2 separate regions of the Anas platyrhynchos genome follow, and region 1 is linked to region 2. Evidence: chromatin contacts called from public Hi-C data. All regions are on one chromosome and are shown on one strand. The core of a region is the stretch at or near the end of the contact, and the rest is flanking DNA. Distances in the headings are between cores, read along the strand shown.

Region 1 (5,157 bases), core at 1,334-3,833, 34 kb before region 2:
TCTTTTTTTTTTTTTTATGTATCCAAAATATTATATTTGTTTGCATGGTGTTACAGAAGGGCCCTCAGGGTCAAACTCACATACCTGTTAAGTAAGAGTAACAAAACACGCCTTTTTACTTAAGCAATGAGCATGGTATGAGTCCATGGGACATGGCAATTAACATCAGCTGAATATGAGGGATTTGAAAGCTGCAGTTACATAATCTGCAGCTGCTACTTTCTGCCACCTGAGGTCCTCTTTTATCCCCGATCAGTAGTGTAGTGCTGGTAGAGAACATTACAGTATGTACAAGAATAACGCACTGTTGAGGTGTTTCTTTGCAATTCTGAAAGTGAAAAATCTTCTCAGAAAGCTTACATAAAGCTGTTTGTATTGACTTGGGTGTCAGCTACTAGATTTAGAAGCATGATTGCTGGGTTTCTGGTAGTTTGTCTCTTTTCTTTCAATGCCCCATATTGTGCTTTGTTGATGGTTTAGCTGCTTTGTTAATATTCAGCAAATTCTGCTTTATTAACGTTTTAATTTTCAATACAGTTCTCTTCCCCCCTCTGACTTGAAAAACATGTACTGGTTTGTGAGTGTGGTGCCTAAAATGAACTTTCAAGTTCATTTCAAAGCAAAGCAAGATGAACACAGGCATTTGGGACGCGCAGTGACTTTAGCAATTCGGAGTTTGGTAACTTTTAGAATCAAAGGGTTCTCTCAAAGACCTTTCTACACTACGTTTCTGATAGTGAAAAAGGTTAATTTAAGTGTATGGTGCCTTTCTGCCTATATGTTATGCAGTGTATTTCACAGTCAATGGTGCTTTTCATGTGGTTGCCAGTTTAAACTATCAAAAAAGGCAAGCAAACCGAAAAAGTAAACAATGACTTTCTCCTTTAAAAAGAAAAAAAAGTGCACTTTCCCCTCCTTGGGAAGGCCTTTGCAAATGAGTGCAGCTTTAGGTTAGTCCCAGCAGCATGTAAATCAGCTAATGCATTTCTTGCCCCTCCAGGTCTCGGTTAATTATTGCTCTTCTGCATGTTGTTGGGAGCACTTGCATGTGTGTTTAGTGAGCCATGAAAGGATATTGATCTGGCTGAAAAAAAAAAAAAAGGCAAAACAAAAACACAACTTTTTTTTCTCTTGTTTTCTTTTTTTGGTAGGGCAGGGGCAGTGTTGCTCTGTGAGCTACCTCGCTATCTAACTGTCCAAGTAACAGTAATGGCGCAAAAGAAAGGGTGCCAGGAGGGCTAGGATTAAGAGGCTAATGCCAGAACTCCTGAAAGTGCCTTTGCCCTTGAGAGAACGCTTGCTGAACCGCGACCTAATTGCTGTGCTTTATTCCAAGGGTTTCTGTGTTTTGTAAACTCAGGCTTGAAGAGAGGCTCAGAAGTAAAACACAGGCCTGGTGACATAACATCTCCCTGCCTGGAAGCTTGTGTAGTAGTTTACAACAAGTGGCAGCAAGGTGGTAATTTACTCCTCCTTGGGTTTGGACCCGATGTGCAAAGGTTTGAGCTCAAAGGGGCCTCGCGTTTCCTGGCTGGAGCACACGTGCCATCGTTTGGCAGGCACAAACAAAGCCTCTTTTGTCTTTCCTTATGGATTTCTTTGCAGATCTAGTTTTATGAAGGAGAGATTATGCTTGTGCATTCACCTATTCAGAAATATTGTGAACTTGTAATGTGTCACAGTGACAGTGTGATGTGCTTCACGGCTGCGGATAGCAGCAGCTGGAGAAGCTACAGTCTAAGGAAGGGTTTGCAGAGCAAAGCAGTATCTGTCATTTTAGACTTATGAAGAAAACCATAAAAACCTTTATTTTCAAACAAATTGCTTCAGATATAAACAAATAGGTGTGATTTTTTTTCCCTTTATTTTTGGTGGCACCTTCCTTGAGGTTTGTATCGGTTATATATGGCTTAGGTGAAGACTGTGTGTGTGTGAGGATGTATTTTTATTCGGAACCGAACTAAGTCGTTCTCAGCACGCAGTTTTTATTCCGTGTCCTTTTTCCCGTCAGCGTGCCGCCAGCCGGGCCCCTGAGGGCTCTGTTCCCCTCAGCCCCGCGTTACCCCATGGGCTGTAACGCAGCGGTGCCCGGTGAGCGTGAGCTCGGGCTGGCAGGCACAAATGCCACTGGCATGGGGGACGTTGGAAGCATCTGAGAAGTGAACCCCTGCTTGTCCAGTTTTATTTATTTTCCCTTTTAACCAATTTCGCCGTTTTTTCTCCTGTGGAGCCGGGCCTCCGCTCCGCCCCCCCCCCGTCCCCTCAGCCCCCCTCAGCTTCCCCGCCCCGCTGCCACAGCAGAGCCCCGCCCCCCGCCCCGCTCATCCAATCGCAGCGCTCGGTGGGCGCGGCCCTCGGCCTCCGCAGCCAATGGGAGGCGCGGCTGACACAAAGTGGCGTTCTCTGCACGCGCTTTCAAGGCCGGCCATGAGTGACAGCGGGTGCACCCAATCACAGCGGAGAGAGGCGGGGCTAGCCCACGCTGCAGCCCAATAGGACTGCGGGAGCCGGCCGCGGCCGGCGGAGCGAGAGTGACAGCAGCGCCACCCAATCACAGGGCACAACCCGCGGCCTCCGCGGGCGGCGCCAGCCAATGGGCGCCGGCGGTGGGTGGGGCCGGGGAGCGTCCGCGCTTGTGCCGTGCGATTGGGAGAGAGGGGCCGAGGGAGCCGGGCCGGGCCGGGCCGCGCCGTGCGTGCGCGCTGCACGAAAATGCACTCGGATGGCGCCGCTGTCAGTGAGTAGCGGCCGGGCCGCCCCTCCTCCTCGCGGCCGCAGGGGGGCTGCGAGGGGCCGGGGGGGGCCTTGAGGGGCCGGGGAGGGGCCGTGAGGGGCGCGGGGCCGTGACGCAGCTCCCCCAGCTGGGGGGGGGGCGCGCGAGAAACGCTGGGGGGGGGGGAGAGCGCGGTGCATTGTGGGAGCTGGAGTCCCGCCCGCCGCCGCCCCCCTGCGCGGGGAGGGGCCGCGGGACTACAACTCCCAGCAGGCCCTGCGGCGGCGCTCCCCGGCGCCGCTTCTCCCCGGCGGCGGGGCTGCCGTTAGAGCCCCCCAACCGCCGCGCGCCCCGCCGGCCTTCTAGAAAATGCGCCCGGGGGGGCCCGGCGGGGAGCCCTGCCCCAGGAGGACACCCGGAGGGCTCCCATAGAGGCACGTAAACCGTAAACCGCTCCCAAGGGGCTCCGGCGCTTCCTCAGGGCGGGGGGTGAAGGCTGCGCAGCGATTTTTTTTAAAATTTCTCCACAGAAAACAAAAATTGTGCCTCAGCCGTCAGGTGTTGCTGCTGCCCTTTCACAGCGGCCCCTGGGGTATTCGGATCTCCCTCCCCAACGTCTGTATATATATATATACACGCTCCAGGCAGTTCGTTACCTGCTCTATGTGGTATTTAGCAAGGAATGTTTTCCTGAATTAACACGCTTCGTTATCAGTAGATTCATAGCAGTGGTTTTTTTTTTTTTTTTTTATTAAATGCTTGCACGGTTAAGTGGCAGAACGTTCCTTGTGATCCTTCTCTGCCCTTGTGATGTAAGCTGCTGTTGCATTTTTTCGTTTGTTTGTTTTTTCTTGCTGAGACTGAGCATAATGCTTCTCCACATTAGATGAGACGCACAACTTCCCTTTTCTCCATTGCGAGTGTTTGGTTAAAAGTTTCTTCAACTCCAATAAGAATAAACAGAAATGCCTTCTGTTTGCGAGGAATGCAGTAAGCTGAGTTAGGCAACTAAGCAGTCCTCTCGCTGTCTCTTATTTATTCTTTTGTATCAGCATGGGTTTTTATTTCTGCTGTTTCAGCACTTGATTCACATTTGATTTTGTCTGAGTAATTTGTGTTAACTTTAGGTGAGTTACTAATTCTGTAATTTGCTTTTTTCCCCTATCACTTTGGAAATAGGAAAACAAAGACTTTTTTTCCCTGCATCTTGAAGTAGAAGAGGAAATCATGCTTGATTTCTGTAAAATGCTTTGCAAAAAGTGAAGTGCGAGGAAGTAATATACATCCCATGAAAATGTGCAACACTTAAATCCAATTTAAATATTAGGGCACTTAATGGTGATGGTGTATTTCTTTCTCCAATGAGTAATACTACTAACAAAGGCTTCAAGCAGAAGCCTTATTTTAAATGTACCTGCTTGCAAATCCCAGAGAAATGTTTTTTTTTTCATGTTGTCCAACTAAAACCTTTTATTTAAAATGTTAAGTCTGAGATTAAATACAATATCTCATTTTGCCTTGTAAAGTGGTTTAAAAAAGTCCAACAAGCCACATCCCAGTATGTGTATTTTATTTTATTTTTAAATATACATTGTTGTTATGGTCATAAGTCTTTAATTTGCCATCGAGACTGAGCTGCCGTGGCATGTTTCTGTGCCACTTGTTGCAGATGCATGGCTGTACAGACCCTGGGACTCTGCCTACAGCAGGGGCTCGCTGCTGCCCATGAGATTTCTTCTTCCACTGCTCCGCTGCTCAGGGGCTTTGCAGGAGCGCTCTCTAATCCGGTCAGTCAAATTCATCTGGGTTAGCTCTTGCCCCCTGATTATGGTGGCTGAAGTGACACGTTAGATTTTTGCCTGCAGTGGATTAGGAAATGGCCCCTACTGCTGGCAGAGCTGTGGGATCTGTAATTTTGGCAGCTGGGGCAGTAACGCTGGGGTCTGGCGTGGCTGTTCATAGGCTGTTGCAGCTCCCTCATGGTGCATAGCGGGTCTGTGTGGTGCTGGGTGCCCTGGCAGCCTGCACTGGATCTAGACAGGGTTGCATTTCTGCTGAAGCAGCTGGAATACAGGATACAAAGTTTTTATTAGCTTTGTGCCCTTTGTAGGATGACAAACACCACCTAATCTGGCGTGAAGTTGAGAGCAGCGCTGGCAAACTGCTCGGTGGCCATGGCTTTCAGTGATTCAAAATTAACTCACTGATGCTTCTCAAAATGAATTCGGTGGTAGAGTGAGTTAGGCTGGACGAGCGCTTCCCATTAAATGGGTGTAAAACTGGTTCTGTATGGAATGCCTCGTAACTCTGCTGTCCACGATCTTGAGCTGTAGGCTGAAAGAATGTCTGTTCACAACCTCAGCAGCACAAAATCACTGGAGGGCTGTTTGATTGGGTAATATATGCTTTAGAAGGAGGTTTAAATTGGTTCTAATTTTCCAGCG
Region 2 (4,484 bases), core at 1,694-4,193:
TTAACAAAGAAGTTCAAGGTATTGATGAAACATTTTGAATTGATTGAAAAGTCTTACTAATAGCAAATCTGAATTAGCTGGTGGCCTATCCAAAATAAGTGAAGAAACTTTAAAGGAGGACAGTGGGTAGAGAATTTTCAAGAGGTTCCAAACTGATCTGACAAATGTAGGTCTTAAGGACTTTTTAGACAGACAGATGCTGTGATACTGTTTGAAAGAGAGGCAGGTGTTTCATGGCTTGATGTTTTATCCAAAATATTGGGGGGGGGGGAAGATCTTGAAAAGACTAATAGTATTGTAAAAACAAATACTGAAATTTATCAGAGTTTATCAATATTTTCTGTCTACGGTATCCAAGAAAAACATTACAAGCATCTGGAATGCATGTTAATAATAAAAAGCCCAAAGTAAAGACAATAGGGGCTGATTTAATTAGTACTTGAGTGTGTGGGAAGAATTAAAGTATATAAGTAGTACTGAAAGTAAGATTTCTACTTAAAGATGTTGGTGACAAGTAAGGTGTAAACTGACTTTGGAAAGAGAATTAGTTTTTAGAACTATTTGACACTGGAAATAAGTGAAAGGGTTTGTATCATGCTAATATAAAGATGTCTCTGCAGGTTTCTCTTTCAGCATTATTACTAATTAAAAACCTTTGTTCATCCTAGAATTTACTTTATTTCTCTAGGTCAGATAGAGCGATGTCCCTCTTATATTTAATGATGAGAACATAAAACAGTTTGTGGCGTTTTTGCAGGCCTCCCCACTTCCCTTCCAGAATGAAACTGCATTAAATTCTGTCTACACAATTTTAGAAGTGAGGTGTGTTTGTGTTTCAAATGGTTTCAGGAAGATAGAATAATCTTGTGGCTAAGGCATTAAGTTGTCAGAGAACTGGGCTCTTGCTTTACCACGTCCTTCCTGTGTGATAAAGACAATTTGCATATGTTTTGAGATATTTTTAAAATAAAAACACCAAAACCCCTGTGTATTTTGTTACATGTAGACACATTACTGCACGTCCAGTGGTGAAGCATAGGGCTGAATTTTCTTTGTTTTATGTAGCTGTCTTGCACTGTTTTGTTAGGTGCTCCCTATATCCCTGCTTTTTCTGAAGTTAGACATTCCTGTTTGCAGTCATGAGTGCAAAAGTTACCAAGGTCAACAGTAGTCCATACAGGTTTTTTTTTGTGACTTCATTTCTGAATTGGTAGCTTAATTGCTATAATCAAGATATATGAGGGTGGTTTTTTATATCCAATCTGTCATAAAAATGTGTTTAATTTCAAGGCAACAAATGTAGACGGATTAACTACTTAAACCTATGTATGCGTTACTTTTCAAAATGTGCAGAAGTCATGTTATCAAATACATCAACATCAACTTTTCCACTAATCAGATGTAATGAATCTGCTAGGTACAAATTGTTCTTGTTCTTCTTTAGAAGACAAACTAACCAAACAAACCAAAACCCCACAAAAGCAGCAGCAATCAACAAAAATCTCCTCTCTCCACAAGCCATAAAATACCGCTGTGATGTTGACACAAAACTGGGTTAGTTTTGAGATGAGTCTGCACGTGTGAGGTGTTAGAATATTGTGTTCCCTCTGCTTGTCATCGGTTGAAGAGCAGAGCAAAGAACTTCCTCTGGGCACTCTCACGTAGTGTTAACTGATAGCTGCTTAGCTATCGTCTTTTGGTTCCTGTAGCTTCAAGAATACCTCAGGAAATATGTAGTGGTACTATTTTAAGACACTTATGGCTATGTAGATGCATTCATGCAATGTTGGTAGGGGTGTAATGGCCATTGTTTTCTTGAAGAGTCTTAAGTTGTGAGCAAGAGTATATTCCTCCTCTCAATACTTTCTCAAAAAAATTGTCACTGTTTTAGAAAGCATCCTATCTTTATAGCAGGCCATTAGCTGCGAGGAAGGAAGCCTTACTAGGGAGTTACATTTAAATAATTAAAAAAAAAAAGGTTAGACACTGCTATTTATTAACATGTTTTATGAATGTGTGAACTGTAGTCTAGGCGGTGGGGATGCTTGAAAAATCCCAAGATAGTGCTTTTTTGTTCCTTGACTTTTTAACTTTTTCTGTTTGACACAGGAAAAGGACCAGCGCAGCCTAGACATAAACACTGCCAAGTGTATGTTGGGCCTTCTTTTAGGAAAAACGTGGTCTCTTTTTCCAGTATTTCACCAGTTTCTAGAGGTAAGAAGGTTGAAATGGAATTATTTTATTTTGTCTGCCTTCTCTGACACTAGTTTAATTAGATATAAAATAAACAGCTATGATTTTTTCCTGATTTTTAAAATATACCAACCCCTCCAATACTGTACTTGTAACTGGTTATCTTTACTTTCATCCTGTTCCTCAAATCCCTGTGCTGTTAAGGTTTATTTAACATGGGACAAAGTATAGAATGTCTTTCATTTCCTTCTGGAGTTGTATTCTGTTGATGCATGGTTGTTCACTGAAAGATGCCTTAGTGGGAAACATGACATATTCAACACTGAGTTGACTATTTATTGTCTTTTTAAATCTTGTTTAGTTTTAGTTGATATAAATAAAATCGTAATTCATCAAAAGGCTTAAATTTTCTGTAAGAATATCTGAAGCTGAGGGAGTTGAAAATATATTTCAGTAATTCATGTTTCTTGCCTTAAGCAGCAATCAAAATACAAAGTTATCAATAAGGACCAATGGTGTAATGTTCTTGAATTCAGCAGAACAATTAACCTTGACCTCAGTAATTATGATGAAGATGGAGCCTGTAAGTACTGCCATATGTTGGTGTTGTAAAGTAATTCATTTCTTTGAGATTAATCATTTGGTGTCCTCTTACAAAATTTTGTAAAATGCAGTTATTTGATCTCTCTACAGGGCCAGTATTGTTGGATGAGTTTGTGGAATGGTATAAAGGAAAACAGATGACATAGGAGTTTAACTATGCACAGCCACTCAAGAGTCACTGTTACCACAGTTAATGTCAACCATTAGCCATAAACTGCTATTTGTATCAAAGTGCATGCTGCTTTTCTTGCACTGTGTCCCTTTTGCAGGGAACTTTTGATGTTTGCTATTTAACAAGCTAGCTCTGCTTGCTGTGTAGCATTGTTCTCTTTGAAGGCTGCTTTGCATTTTGTATTTACACTACAGATTGGTGAACTTGCCAGCGTCTTCACTGTGATTATGTGTATATTGCTGTCTAAATTTTGTATATGTGTATAAAAAAAAAAGCTTCAACTAGGGATTATTTCTGCAGAAACGTATTGTAAAAATAATTTTGTGGCATATTTCTAGTCATCACTTACATGTTGAAACTTTAGTTCTTTTGCTTTTCTTTTGGTCTCAAATGTAGCATTTCAGAAAATGAAATGAACAGACTGCTTGGACATAGTTACGCTGAAGAACTATTGTCGATTTCAATGTTACTGTTTGAGATGCCATTTTCTGAGGGGAGAAGACATGCTGTGACTTTCTTCACGGGAATTCGCCAAACATAACCTATTGCTTAATAGGAATGAAACGTTGGTGTCTTAAAAAAAAATAATCATATATATATATATAAATATTAAAACACTGTAATAGTTGTATATGCCACAGATGATTTCCATTTGAAGAAAAAAGTGACTTTTTAATGTTAAAACTGCAGTAGTCATTACAGGTACAAATGAACAAATTAAAGTACCTTTTAAAAATGGGTTTTAGACTTTTGTAAATTGCCTTTGGCATACTCCTTTTAATTTTTGGTGTACCAAGAGTGTTTGGACTATGTTGCAATACAGTGAAATTTTAAAGTTCTAGGTAAAATTAGTGGTCTGGGGAATAGTCTGCTCACCCCTAGCACATAGGTAGTGCAGATTTCTTTCTTTTTTTTTTTTTTTTTATTTGTAATATAAGTCTTTTCCATAGTCTCTAACTTTTGTGTTTCCGAGTAATTAAACCTATTAGATTAAGTAGTTAAAACATTGCTTTTTCTTTCACGCTGGGGATTGAAATTTCCTAGCAGGATGTCCATTGCAGGCAATGGCCATGTTAAACACCAGCATTGCACGACAGTACTTTTTTCTTAGGGACCACATACATCCTATTTTACTAATTTCCTTATTTGCATAGGAGAGTTCTTGTGGTAACTCTGGGGAAGATGAGTGAGAGGAATGATGTTTAATTTCTGTTTTTTTGTTTTTTGTTTGTTTTTTTTTTCTCACACAGTCTTTGCCTTACCCTTCTTCATTAAAAAATGTTAGTGTTGATTTTTATAAATAGGTTCTTTAATTATCTGGTGCTACTAAACATAGAGTCCTAAGGATATAGTGAAATGTTCCATACTCATTCATGGAACATTTAACAAAAAAGGGCCAGTGGATGTTTTGGAACAAAGAATAACATTACTTTTCTGTAGAAATATTTGACAAGGTACTGGCGGTTTTGACATTTCTTCAGAATGCAAACTGGGGTGTTGGGGGGGGGGGGCGAGA

The links. Hi-C and Micro-C count contacts between places; a contact is called where the count stands out from the background.
Region 1: a Hi-C map of liver shows a contact between it and region 2, with 1.7 times the contacts expected there. The contact joins the promoter of DCUN1D4 here to the enhancer-like site in region 2. A contact is called at or near these places in 2 of 8 Hi-C or Micro-C datasets (F5 follicle and liver).

What each region holds. Positions count from the first base shown.
Region 1 is chr4:52,617,882-52,623,038 of IASCAAS_PekinDuck_T2T, reverse strand. DCUN1D4 (defective in cullin neddylation 1 domain containing 4) reads left to right here and starts at 2,583. Exons shown (of 13, transcript XR_011809195.1): 1 at 2,583-2,737.
Region 2 is chr4:52,584,645-52,589,128 of IASCAAS_PekinDuck_T2T, reverse strand. DCUN1D4 (defective in cullin neddylation 1 domain containing 4) reads left to right here. Exons shown (of 13, transcript XR_011809195.1): 10 at 2,110-2,214; 11 at 2,671-2,776; 12 at 2,887-4,484. Among named protein-coding and RNA genes, the nearest start is that of LRRC66, 15 kb to the right of the region's middle. Within about 2 kb of position 2,943, at least 2 of the 8 cell types and tissues checked have an H3K27ac peak or open chromatin away from gene starts, as enhancers often do.